Linked DNA regions of Mus musculus: region 2 is linked to region 1. The links are chromatin contacts, called in public HiChIP or PLAC-seq maps. All regions are on one chromosome and are shown on one strand. Each heading gives the region's core, a stretch centred on a gene start, on an enhancer-like site or on the middle of the called end of the contact. The rest is flanking DNA. Distances are from core to core; before and after follow the strand shown. Region 1 overlaps Sh3bp4 (SH3-domain binding protein 4). Region 2 has its middle 36 kb from the start of Gm41912.

Region 1 (6,647 bases), core at 1,306-3,805:
GTAGGGCAGCATTTGGTGCCTGAGATGCACAGGCCAGTGAATGCATATCAGGGTTAGAGAGGAGGAAGGCTTCCAGCACACAGAGATTCACAGAAGCAAGGGGAAATAACTTTCAGAAGTTTCCGGTGATGTGTCCTTTCACAGGTATCACCAGCACCTCCCTTATTACCCACCCCCCCTTCATCTTCTCCAGTTCAGTGAGCCCTGCCGGCAAAGGTCAGTTGCCTGAGGCTGGCACCTGTGTGTTTCCGGGATGGCCACGTTCCTGTTTATTTTCTGAGAATTCCCATTCATGTCCTATGGACAAACCAGCCCAGCAGCTTGCTGTCTCTGGTGACAGCATGGGGCAGGGCCAGTGGCCTGTCCTGCCTTTGCACAAAGGAGCTGTTATTTTAACATGAGTTTCTCAAGTCCAGTGATGAGCAGTTGGTTCCATTGGCCCTGAGGTTCGAGATCACACACACGCACACACCCTTTCCAGGAGTGTCGGGAGGAAGGGCTGAAGAGGATTAGTGGGTACATGGTGTTGTGTTCTTGGATTTGTTTCTGATCTTTCCCATCTGACTGCTGGTAGGACTGTCACTGTCCCCAGTAAAGTCAGTGGAGGAGGAATTTACACATGACATGGCGGCACCTTGTGTCTTTCTGGCTACTACCTCTGAGTGCAGAGTGCCTGCTCTGGAGGCTGCAAAAGCAATTTGAGGACCAGCTGCTGGGTCATGTCATCTTCCATTCTGGAACATATATGCACTTTCATAAAGCCCACTGCTGGCTACAAGAGTTGTTCAGGCATTTTCTTTAAATCCACGGTGCCCTCTGTGAAGCCAAGAAAGCTCCTTGGTATTTGTTTCTACGTCTCTGCTGATCTTTTTTGTCTTGTCTGTGTTCGAGTCCACATGTGCACTAGGGTAGGGAGAGTGCCTGGGTGTCCTGGGATACCACAAAGTATGCAGGAGCTGTCAGCCCTGGCTGGGGTCAGTGTTCAGGCTCCTGAGGTCTGGGGGTTTAATGCCCAGGAAGTGGCCAGCAGCAGGCCTTTTCCTTATAAGTGCAGTTCCTTGCCCTGTGGATGGTGATGTGTTTGGGTTGTGGAAACAAGCTGAGAGCCATCCACATTCCACACATTCTTTTGGCCTGGCATTGGGGGCTTGGGGGGGGAAGGGCTCTGAATTTACTATGGGTGGCTGTGGCTTGATTCTCTCTGGGTGAACACAGTGGTTTCCAGAGGGTTGTGCAACAGGAAATGGGGCAGGGGGCTGCTTCTGCTCTCCCTCTTCAGCCTTACTGCTCTTGGTTATTCGGGTCGAGGCTGGTTGAGCAGGCCCTATTCTGATCTGTGTTGGAGGAGACTAAAGGGTGCGACTGCTCTTTGGCCCCAGCACTTTCCTGGGTGGTATTTGTGTGGTTTGCTTTTTCTGGCGCTCTGCCAGATGCACAGGGCCAGCGAGATGTTAGGGAAGAGGAAATAGGAGGTGCCCTGGGGTGACTCTGTCATCTCAGGCGAGCCAGTGGGCCTTGGTGTCTCCTACCTGAGAACCCAGTGTGCTGAGGTAGGCAAAGGGTGCTTACCCCGAGATGATATATCTTTGGGTGCAGTTCAGGGACTCCCCGTCAGTCATCACAGCACTCAGAAAGCCCAACACTTGGTGGCTGTGATACATAGTGGTCAGTTCCTGTGATTTTTGTCCCAGGAAAACAACTGTCCCATGTTCTCAGTGTTTATATTCATAGCCTGATTGGCTCAGAGGTCATTGTGATAGAGAGCTGCCCAGCGTTTCGATGCCCAAAGTGCTGCGCTGCCATTTCTGTTGTTTACTTAGAACACCTGCTATATAAGGTGCAAAAGCTTAGCCTGCTCCTGACCCCAGTTGGTTCCAGTTGAAAATCTTTTGCCCTATGACCATGCATATTGCTGCTCAAAGTGATGGGGGCAGTGTTCAAGTCATCTTTGAGGCCAGTGTGACCAGCCCGTGTACCTGTGATAGATAGATAGGGGTCTTGCTTGATAGGTTCGTTAAAAGGCGGGAAAAGTCTTAAGCACCACAGGTAACATTGTAGAAATTGTAGAAACACTGCAAACAGGAGCAGGGAGAGTCAGCAGTTGAAGGAAGGGTTTTATGAGGTTAGAAACACAGGCATGCAGCAGGCACACAGAGAAAAGGCCCTCTGTCTGTAAAGCCGCATGTCTTTATGCCTGCAAAGGGATATCAGTCTCTTTAGGGCTGTGTGTGTGTGTGTGTGTGTGTGTGTGTGTGTGTGTGTGTGTGTGTGTGTCTGTCTGTCTGTCTGTCTGTCTGAAGTTTTCTCTCCCCTAATTTAGGGTTAGTTAGTTTGAAGACAGGTATGATGAATGTTGGTGGGCCCACAACTGTTATGTGACCTGTCCTGACCTAGCCTTGAATTTGCTGAGGTGGACCTTCAGCAGGGAAGGGAGACCAAAGCCTCCAGGACTTTTATTTTAGGCTACCAGGCTTTTGTCTCAAGTCTGGAGTGGGGAGGTGAGGAACCCTCCTCTTGAAATTCGACACCTTTATTACCTAGCCATGCGCTCCCCCTCCCTCTAGTCTGTCTACCAGGGAGTCTGTCTAACTCGTGCTCTCTAACCTGAGACAGTTCAGAGCTCAGCCCAGCAGGTAAGAACAAGCAGGGAGCCTGAGGTCATGGAGAGCCTGAGCTCTCTGTCTGTCCGGTGTGTCCTGTCCTCTCCCACTACGTCATCCCCCTCTACGGTCCACACCAGCTCCACACCAGCGTGTGGCTCAGAGTCCCCTGCAGCTTTGATGATCACCTGCTCCTTTTGAATTTTCTTAGGCCCCAGGGCTCTCTGTGTTCCCTGCCCATTTTACAGATGAGAAAATAGGCCTCTGAGAGGGCCTCATTCCGGCTTAGCTCAGGGGGTTAGTGTGAAATAGAAAAGCCCAGGCCTAGAATTCCACCGGGTTTGTGTGCCCTCCAGGGTACCTTAACTCACTTCTTAGTCTGTACCTGGGAGGCCACAGGAGTCATTGGGCATGTGCCACATCCCTGATCCCATCACGGACCTGTTTGGAGAACCACAAGGAGCCACAGAGTAGAAATTAACAGGTGAAGTTAATATTGGGATGGTAAATGTCTTTAAATGTCAAATATACAATTAAGAAATTAAATGGTCTAAAAGGAGGGTTCTATCAATGTATGGTGGCTTGCCTATCGACTTTTTCTTTAGAAAACCAGTTTATGCATCGTGGAGAGTCACTAACAAATTTTGAGCTTGTGTTATGTACCTTGTATCTTGAATGCCCCTTAGAGCCCCATGTGTTGAAGGCTTGACTATCAGCCTGGGGTACCACTGAGGGGTGATAGGACCCTTAGGAGGTGTGGCATTATGGGACAAAGTCATGGGCTCACTCTTGAGCTGTGGGTTAGGATCAGGACATAGAGCAGGAGATAGTGGCTCCCAGACAGAGTCAAAGTAATTAATGCCCATAGCCCGGCCAGCATGAAACCCTCAGCCGGCTCAGACCATCTCCATCTGACATTCAAGTGCCAAGTCTCTCCCTTGGGTGCCTGTGGGCCTCTCTGGGGGTCAGGTGTGACCTCACAGTTTCTGGCAGGTGATCAAGGAGGCCTGAGGCCAGCAGTGGCTACGGGAGGTTGTTCTTGGTGTCTTCCAAAACCTCTGCCTTGAGACAGCCACAAAATCTGTGCATCTTCAGTCAGTAAAGGACTTCAGCTGAAGGTGGGCAAGATCAGTGGGGGTGGAGTGGGGGACTGGGGTGGGGGGAGACAGGAAAGGAACCTAAGCCTACTTACTGTTTATAAGAGGCCGCCCATGTGACAGCCTTTTCAAGCAGGTGTGCCCTGGGGACAGGGAAGACATTCTAATCATACTTGAGGCTGGGGGGGGGGGCAGCTGTTGGGCTGTAGAGGAAGAAAAATTCCAGTGTTGTTTATATTAAGGGCCTTAGAATGTCTTGATGAAATATACTTGGACATGGGAGACCCTTCCAGTCCATTGAGAGACACTTCATTCCCAGGCCCTGTGCCCAGAGTTCCCTGTCTGCTCAGTGTTTAGAGCAGATGGAGCAGACTGGCTCTTAGGAGCAGCACATGAATGGGATGGGGTGCACAGCTCACCTGGGAGCCACGGGGTGGGCGATGAGACCCAGGACCCCTTCAGACTATCCAGTGTGAACCTCCGTGCCGCATTGACTATGACCTACATCCTCCAGCGTACTCCACTGCAGCCCTGTGTGACTCCCAGTACCCCACACAGGGCAAATGCTTGCCCGTTTTGTTTTGGTTTTTTTTTTTTTAAGATTTGTTTCACTTTTACGTATGTTTGGATATGTACAAGCCTGAGTACAGAAAGGTGCCCTTGGATTACAGAAGAGGGTGTTGGGTCCCCCATGGAGCTGAAGCTACAAGAGATTATGAGCTGCCTAGCCTGTGTGTTGGGAACTAAGCTTGGGTCTAATGGGTTCCTATGCGCTGTCTAGCCCCTGACATAATTTTCATTGACATTCTCATTCTCTGAGAACGCCATGTGTGTCTGCAGTGTATGGATTCCTGGATGAAGGAGCTCTAGTAAGGAGACTGGATTGTATTTATTTGTTTAGATAAGGCCTCAGATAGTCCAGGTTAGCTCTGATTGGCTATGTAGCCAAGGATGACTTTGGGCTCCTGATTCTCATCACTTCCTCTCCAGAGTGCTGGGTTTACAGGCATGGTCACCATGACTGTTATGCAGAACTAGAGACTGATGATTGAAACCAAAGCTTTGTGCATGCTGGGCAAATACTCTCCCACCAGAGCTACATATTTAGCCCTGTATTTCATTCTTGAATTATTACAATTATCTATGCAAAGAATGTATAGCTACTCTTCTCAAAGTTAGGTATGATGGCCCATACCCGGTAATCTCAGCCCTTGGTAGACAGAGGCAGGAGGATCTCTGCAAGTTCAGGCCAGGTAGGGTACCTATATGCACACATAGTAATACTCTCTCAAAAACAAAACAAACAATTGTCCTCGTAAGTGCAGGCAATTTTTCTTTGATTCAAGCTACAATGGAATTTGCATAAATTAGTGTGGATTTGCATAGATTAGTTTAATATTTGCATAGACTAGTTTCCTTGGACATTCCTTTCCCCATCAGTAAACAGGAATCCAGAGTCTTGTGGACTACAAGGGAATCAAATGTGTGCTCAGACTTGATGGCCAAGGAAAGGTCCAGGCAGTTGGAAGGATCCAGAGTTGTATCACAGCAGGGCCTGGGAGCCAGACCTTGGGAACTGAGGCTGCCCTTCAGGATTTGCAGAATCACATGGTTGCCCTTGTCTGTGCATCCTGCCCTGTCACCAGGTCTCTGCTTCTCACTCTAGGAGCACCTGACCCAGGGATGGCTGCCAGCCCTTGAATAGCAAGCAGTTCTTTGTGGGACATGGCCCTGGCCACTTGGGATTTCTTAGCTCACCGAGGAAGATGCTAGGACTTATGGGTAAGGGACAGACTTGGACCTTGTGCTCCTGCAGTGTGGTCTGTTGTTTTGGTGTATGGCAGACAGCTGTGAGGCTCATTTTCCCCTGGGCAGAGACAGATCCTGGAGCCTGCTGTGTGGTGTGCTGAAAAGGCCGTAGGACCACACTGCACTGGCCCATGGAAGAAGCTGGGTGAAGGTCGGTGGCTTGTCCGAAGCCTCATTAATGGGCCACCTATCTTGTCCCTGTCCAGTGCCCTGCCAGGGTCTCCAGCAGCCCTGGACTGTGCCCTCAGTGAACACATCTTGGGTCCTTTCCTTCCCCCGTGACATGGCCCATACTTGGTCCACACAAAGAGAACATTCAGTGTGTACTAGGCTCAGGAATCCCTAGTGTGGTTCACAGAGGGTTCAGAACACCTGTTGTTCCTGCAAACCTTCACTCACAGTACTTTGGTTTCCTACACACCTTTACTAGATTTTCTAAAAAATAGTTTAGAGTGTGTGTGTGTGTGTGTGTGTGTGTGTGTGTGTGTTGCCTGCATGTGTGTGTGTGTGTGTGTGTGTGTGTGTGTGTGTGTGTGTGTTGCCTGCATGTGTGTCTGTGCAGTCCCCTGGTGGCCGAAAGAGGATGTCAGACAGATCCTTGTGTATAGGAGTTACAGATGGTTATGAGCTGCTGTGTGGTGCTGGAAACCAGCTAAACTTGAGTCCTCTGGAAGAGCTCTTAACTACCGAGCCATCAGCCACCTTTACCAGATTCTTGAAGGATTGCCTATAAAAGTGGCTGACAGCCTGACCTTGGAAGAAGGCCTTAAGGCCTGTGGAACGTAACTAACCATAAGCCAGTCCTCACAAAGGAATTGAATGTCTCCCAGAAGCCACCAACCGAAGTCGTTGTCAAACCTGTGTCCTTGATACATTTTTATTTCTTTGGCATTTGAAAGGGCATATGTTAATGTGCTTGCTTTTGGAACCACCTGCCTTGTGAAATCCCTGTGGATGCCGTTGAACTTGGTTGAAATCAGAGTGTGGAGGTGCTTTCCAGTGACTCACGCAAGCCCAGGGAGCAAGCAGGTCCCTACTACTCACTAGAAGGTGCTTCCTGGTCAGGTTACAGACAGAGGGCACTCCTCAGCTGATTGAACACTTTGTGCTGAGGTGCTGGGGTGGACTTGTGAGGAGACTT
Region 2 (6,647 bases), core at 1,723-4,222, 500 kb before region 1:
GTGCATCTTAAGGACACAGGAATGAAGGGAAGTTCGTCTCTGTTAATCCCTAAGGTAGAACTTCATAATGGCAGCAGTGAATGCATGGCCCAGTGCAAGAGAGAGGATATCTCGTGTTTAGAGTTTGGCATAAAGGACGAGATCTAGTTTCCATGTGAGTGTATGTGAACCTGTGTGTGTATTTATATGTACATATGAACCTGAAAACACGTGCACAGGAAAGTGTGTAAGTGTGCCTAGAGGCGAGAAGTCAGCCTCTGGTATGGACCTTCCTGGGCTCTTCATGTTGATACTTTTGCTGTTTCTGGTTTGTTTTTTTTTTAATGGATTATTTTTATTTTATATGCTTTGGTGTTTTGCCTGCATGTATGTTTGTGCAAGGTTGTCAGATCCCTTGGAACTGGAAATTCAGACAGTTGTAAGCTGCTATGTAGTTGTTGGGAATTGAACCCGGGTCCTCTGGAAGAACAACCAGTACTCTTAACCGCTGAACCACCTCTCCAGCTCAAGTTTTTTCTTTTCTTCTTCTTTTTTTTTTTAAAGATTTATTTATTTATTATATGTAAGTACACTGTAGCTGTCTTCTGACACACCAGAAGAGGGAGTCAGATCTTGTTAGGGATGGTTGTGAGCCACCATGTGGTTGCTGGGATTTGAACTAAGGACCTTTGGAAGAGCAGTCGGGTGCTCTTACCTGCTGAGCCATCTCACCAGCCCCTCTTCTTCTTTTTTTAACTTAAGTTCTTATGCTTGTGTGGCAAGCATCTTTTTTAAAAATTATTTAATTATTTTATGTACATGAGTACATTGTACAGACACACCAGAAGGGGGCATCAGATCCCATTACAGATGGTTGTGAGCCACCATGTGATTGCTCAGGACCTCTGGAAGAGCAGACAGTGCTCTTAACTGCTGAGCCATCTCTCCAGCCCCCAATTTTTTATTTTCAAGTGTGTGTGTATGTGTGTGTGTGTGTGTGTGTGTGTGTGTGTGTGTGTGTAGGTACCCTTCGAAGCCAAAGGCATTAGGTTCCCTAGAGCTGGAGTTACTGATGGTTGTGACCCTCCTGATATGGTGCTAGATACTGAACTATGCTCTTCTGCCAGAGCCTTCTCTCCAGTCCTTTTCCACACTGTTTTCTGAAGCAGGGTCTTCAACTTTTACTTAAACTTTGCCCATTTTGCTAGGTTGGCTGGCTAGTGAGTCTTGGGGACCCACCTGTCTCTGCTTCCCCAGCCCTAGGTCACAAGCAAGCATGCTACCACACTAGTCTGTCACTCTTTGGTTTTATTCCTGTGGATTCTGGTGTTGACTAGGGTCTTCACACTTGCATATCACATTCTTCACTGACTGAGCTGAGCCATCTCCCTGGCCCAGTGTGGGAGACCATTTTCTCTGCACTGTTTCCTGGTATCTGTGAGATGTATTTGCCATCCTATCTTGAACCACAAGCCTCTTCTTGTTCCATTACTCGAACTGAGCATGAGATGTGTCTGTCTGCCAGAGGTGGAGTGCCCTCATCCACCTGCAATACTCCCAAACAACCTGAGGGATGCAGAGAAAGTGAGATGGATGGCAGACTAACCTGTGTCAACCCCCAATAGTCCAGTTGTGGGGGTGTGGGGGTTTGACTCACAAAGCATGATTATGAGCCATGTTTGGAAAACAACAATTTTATAATGTCCCCCTCTTGGTTTATGCTTAATTTGTTTAACCTTCTGCAGACTATGGCAATGGAGGAAAATACCAGATAAAACTATACCTCCATTCATTTCAGAATAAAACATTCATATACATGTGCTCTTGTGTTCTCTTGCTTTAGGTCCAACCACTTCTACCACAGTGGTTCTCAACCTTCCCAATGCTGTGGCCCCTTAATGCAGCTCCTCATGTTGTGGTGACCCTCAGCCAAAAAATTATTTTCATCGCTACTTCATTACTATAACTTTGCAGCTGTTATAAAGAGTACTGTAAATATTTTTGGAGATAGAGAGTTTTGCCAAAGGGGTCATGACCCACAGGGTGAGAACCGCTGTTCTAGAAGGTTCAAGGTCCCATATGGAAAATGCTTTCTCAGCAGGGAAAGAGCAGGCTGCATAGACACAGAGGATGGGAGTGGAGTTAGAGTTTTCTGTGCACACGGACCCCAGAAAGATTTCAAGTTCATGAATGTAATCCCTAACCAGGTTGTGACCCTTTCCAACTCGAAGAGGTACTCAGGATTCCTCTTTGCAATCAAAAGAAAATTACAAAAAGAACAAAGAAAAATGCCTTCTACCATTTGTCTTAGTCAGGGTTTCTATTCCTGCACAAAATGTCATGACCAAGAAGCAAATTGGGGAGGAAAAGTTTTATTCAGCTTACACTTCCCACATTGCTGTTGATCACCAAAGGATGTCAGGACTGGAACTCAAGCAGGTCAGGAAGCAGGAGCTGATGCAGAGGCCATGGAGGGATGTTACTTACTGGCTTGCTTCCCCTGGCTTGCTCAGCCTGCATTCTTATAGAGCCCAAGACTACCAGGCCAGAGATGGTCCCACCCACCAGGGGCCCTTCCCCCTTGATCACTAATTGAGAAAATGCCTTACAGTTGGATCTCATGGAGGCATTTCCCCAACTGAAGCTCCTTTCTCTATGATAACTCCAGCCTGTGTCAAGTTGACACAAAACTATCAAGTACAACCATCCACCCATCCCTACCAACTCTGTTATATTGCTGCAATTGTCTTTGCTGGTTACATTTGATTAGCACAAAACCTTAGGCACTCAGTCACCATGACATCACACTCCCATGAAGAAGTGTTCCACTTCCCAGAGTGGCCCACTGGCATGGGATTACGGGCTCTCCCCGCTGAGTTACCAGGGAGCTACTACGGATCTTTGTAACCTCCCCTCCCCAGCCTGAAACCTGTTTGCTCAGGTTTCAGAGTTAGTGAGCACTGGGGCGGAGCTTGCTGTCCTATGGTTCTGCCACCCCACTGCAGAGCCTCCGGCCTTGCTGTTCTGGAGCCATTCACGTGTTCACCTGCAACCTGACTCCAAGATGATTTGGCGGGAATCGGGGCCCCTCCCCTCCTTCATAACTGAGTGTCGAAATAGTAAAATTGAGCTTTGATCAGAATGACTGTCTTAGCTGCATCTTTCTCTCGCGCCGCCTAGCCCCCCTCCCCCCTTCTCTTCCATGTTTCCAAGATGCCTTTCCAGACTAGAACCCAGACATGTGAGCTGCTGGCCGGACACAACAGATCTTCCTCCACCACCATTTCTTCCTGCTTTCCCTTGAGAGAACGAAGCTTCCTGCCTCACCTACCTGCTAATGGCTGGAGAGCTTTTTCAGATCTCAGGACCTGCCTCAGCAGCTCCTGCTTTTAGATTGTTATGTACAGACTCAAGACAGCTGTCTGTTGATGAGATGGAATTTGGATAAGGCTAGGGGAGGGAGGGAGGAAGGGAGAGCAGTGTGTCCTAGGTTTGCACAGGGCACAGTGTGTGAGACAGTTGATGACTCCCTGGGCCTGTCCTCAGATGAAGCCACAAGCATCACATCTGGGGCAGCATGGATATAAGAAGTTTCCACAGGACAGCTTAGTCACTTGGACACTGTCCCTTTCCCTCATCCCCAAAGGACTTCCCTCTCTTGGGCGAAACACTCTCAGGAGCAGCAATCCAGGAGCACTTAGCTTCTGTTTTGTTTGTGGTTTTGAGACAGGATCTCACAACAGGCTGGAACTCGTGGTCCCACTGCCTCAACTTTCCAGTGCTGGAATTAGAGGTTTGCATTGCCATACCCAGTTTAGCCTCCACCCCCTCTTAAATGAAAGGGTTCAATACCAACATGAGGGACAGGAAGGAAGATATTCTTCTACATTCTTCATGGATGCCCTAGGCCAGATGGACTGTAGCCTCCAGCATCTGTCCTTCTGTCTTTTCTGCCTTCATACCTATGCCCAGGGCTTTCCTTATCAACCTGTGATAACTTTATGCCTTATGTGAAGGAAATCCCAGGAGCTTGTCACAATACCCTGACTTCAGACAGAGACTGTGCAGGTATGTTAGTGAGGAAATTGCTCTTTCTTCAGAGTTGCATGGAAGGATCTATCTGCTGAGCAAGGGAATGTGATGGACCCCAGAAGCAGTTCCTCTACCACATGCTCAGTCATAATTACAGCCTAACAAGCCAGGTGAAGCCAGGGGGTCACATGCCCACGACATGCCGGACAGAAGGAAATCATGGGGACAGCCCAAACTGGTCAAGGCCACCCACCTATTCCCAGTTATACAGACTAGCAACTCAGTCACTCAGGAAATTCTGAACTGGAACTGGCTAACTCAGAAAAGAGGTGTGTGTGTGTGTGTGTGTGTGTGTGTGTGTGTGTGTGTGTGGTGTGTGAAATAACAACAAAAGAAGGCCCTGAATGCCCACCTCCGTGATGAACAGTGGAGTAGAGTATTGACACTCTCATGAGGTTCCCCGGAATACAGAACTATCCAATAAAGTTGTTTTTCATTTGGCCAGATATAATATCTCATAGCTGTAAGTCCAGCCTTGAAGGGATTGAGGCAGGACTGCTGTGAGTTCAAGACCAGCTTGGGACACATTGTAGGGCCCAACTTTGAGACAGAACATTCCTTTACTGTGGTTTATAAATACACGTGTTCTTATTTTAGCTTTCCGCTATTGTCAAGACTCCAGGAACAACCAACTTATAAGGAGAAAGGGTCAGTTAGGCTCAACATTTCTGGAGACTTCAATGGTTGACCAGTATATGTTTGGGGGCCTGTAGTATGTCAAAACCACATTGTTGAGAGTATGTGGCTAACTCCATGTGTCCTGAAAGCAAAAGAGAAAGAAAGGAAGGGACCAGGGACCTGCTGTCTCTTTTGAGGTCATAACCCCAATGGTCTAAAAAGAAAAAACCTCTCATTCTGCCATCTCCTAAACACAGACTGGGACCAAGCCTTCATTTAACACATGGGGCTTGGAGAACATTTATCCAAACCATACCAATTCCTCAACCAACATGTGAGCTTAAGAAAACTATGCAATAGGCACAGACCAAGTTATTGTTGTTGTTTTTCCTTTTAAAAAAAAAAGTCCTGTCACATGTCATTCCCAGCAGAATAAGCAGAGCCCTCTTGGGGGTGGGATGGGGGTGTTGGTGCAGGTGTTGGTTGTCCCCAACATTGTCCCTCATCTCAAAGCCATGCAGGGCCATGCTATTTCTACCTGCTCTTTCTACCCAGTGGCTGCAAAATGAGTTCCCTTCACTCTCCCCGGACCCAACTAACATAGTTGGATGGTTCACAGGCCTCAGAGATTCCCTTGCTTCTGAATTCAGAGACTCCTGGGGTGCACAGAGCCAGTTCGAAGGCTCTCAGAACCCCCTGTCCTCGAGCCCTTTCCTGGAGACTTCAATGCACAGCCATTGTCTCTACTGAGCTGGGTGCGGATCCCAGCAAAGCCAGTTGGTTCAGATTCTTCTCAGTCTCTGGGTGGCATTCTTCCACCGGGGTGTGGGGCAGGACCCTCTGGAATGAGGAGGTTCTGTTGACATAATTTATGCTGAGAGAAATTCCTTAAGCTCAGCTCCAAGATGTGTGGGGGTGGGGAGTACGTAAGGAGGTAGTGATAGCAGCCAGATGGGAGGTGTAGAGAGGTCGGGAATGGAGAGTTTCTATGACCTACTGTAGTAATGAATATTTAAAAAAATCCCGGAGTGGGGGTTTCTTCCTGCCTTAGACCACTTATGTTTTCGGATGAAAGACATACGCATAGCCTTTACCTTTTAAAATATGTCTTAAGCAGCACAATAGCTGGGCACCTACCTGCCCTCCATGTTGTTAGAATCTACTTTCTATCCGTAACCCCATTATCTCTTGCTATGTTTCATCTGGGCTGCTCTTCGCTCTAATTGGGCAGCCCTGTGGGCCATGTTCTCTTGTCCCTCGGCCCATGGCTGCTCTCCTTTCTCCTCTCCCCTACATTCTTCTTCTATCCCATAGTGGCGTCTTTTTCTTCTCACGGTTCTCCCTCGGACCCAAGCCTGAAAATTCAACCCTGCCTATCTCTCTTCTGCCCAGCTACTGGCTGCCAGTGTCTTTATCCACCAATCAAAATTAACTTGAGGCAGTATCACAGAGGCTAAGTGCAAACTCCAGCGTTTGCCCCACCCCCACCCCTGAGCTTAGCATTACAATACACAGTAAAAGACAAAACCTTAACAACCTACCTAGGGAAAGAGATGTTCTAGTCGTACTACCTGCCCCGAAAAGTCCAAATGCTTATTTTACATCACAGTCTGTTTCCTGTTAGAATAGCATAGACTGCGGAATTTATAAAGAAGACCCGTTTATTTTTTCCCATTTTTTATTAGTATTTTCTTCATTTACATTTCAAATGCTATCCCAAAAGTCCCCCCATACCCTGCCCACCCACTCCCACTTCTTGGCCCTGGCATTCCACTGTACTGGGGCATATAAATTTTGCAAGACCAAGGGGCCTCTCTTCCCAGTGATGGCTGTCTAGGCCATCTTCTGCTACGTATGCAGCTAGAGACAAGAGCTCTGGGAGTAATGGTTAGTTCATAATGTTGTTCCACCTATAGGGTTGCAGACCCCTTTAGCTCCTTGGGTACTTTCTCTAGCTC

What was found. HiChIP or PLAC-seq counts read pairs in DNA pulled down with a chosen protein or histone mark.
Region 2: an H3K27ac HiChIP or PLAC-seq map of embryonic stem cells shows a contact between it and region 1, with 2.8 times the contacts expected there. The contact joins two enhancer-like sites. A contact is called at or near these places in 5 of 115 datasets of contacts at active chromatin or transcription factors (embryonic stem cells, epiblast stem cells, pancreatic cancer cells and 1 more).

The regions. Positions count from the first base shown.
Region 1 is chr1:89,107,381-89,114,027 of GRCm38.p6, forward strand. The region is part of intron 2 of Sh3bp4 (SH3-domain binding protein 4); the gene reads left to right. Among named protein-coding and RNA genes, the nearest start is that of Gm34331, 7.2 kb to the left of the region's middle. Within about 2 kb of position 2,556, at least 143 of the 459 cell types and tissues checked have an H3K27ac peak or open chromatin away from gene starts, as enhancers often do. A contact at or near this core is called in embryonic stem cells, where this site is marked.
Region 2 is chr1:88,602,874-88,609,520 of GRCm38.p6, forward strand. No RefSeq gene overlaps it. Among named protein-coding and RNA genes, the nearest start is that of Gm41912, 36 kb to the left of the region's middle. Within about 2 kb of position 2,973, at least 31 of the 459 cell types and tissues checked have an H3K27ac peak or open chromatin away from gene starts, as enhancers often do. A contact at or near this core is called in embryonic stem cells, where this site is marked.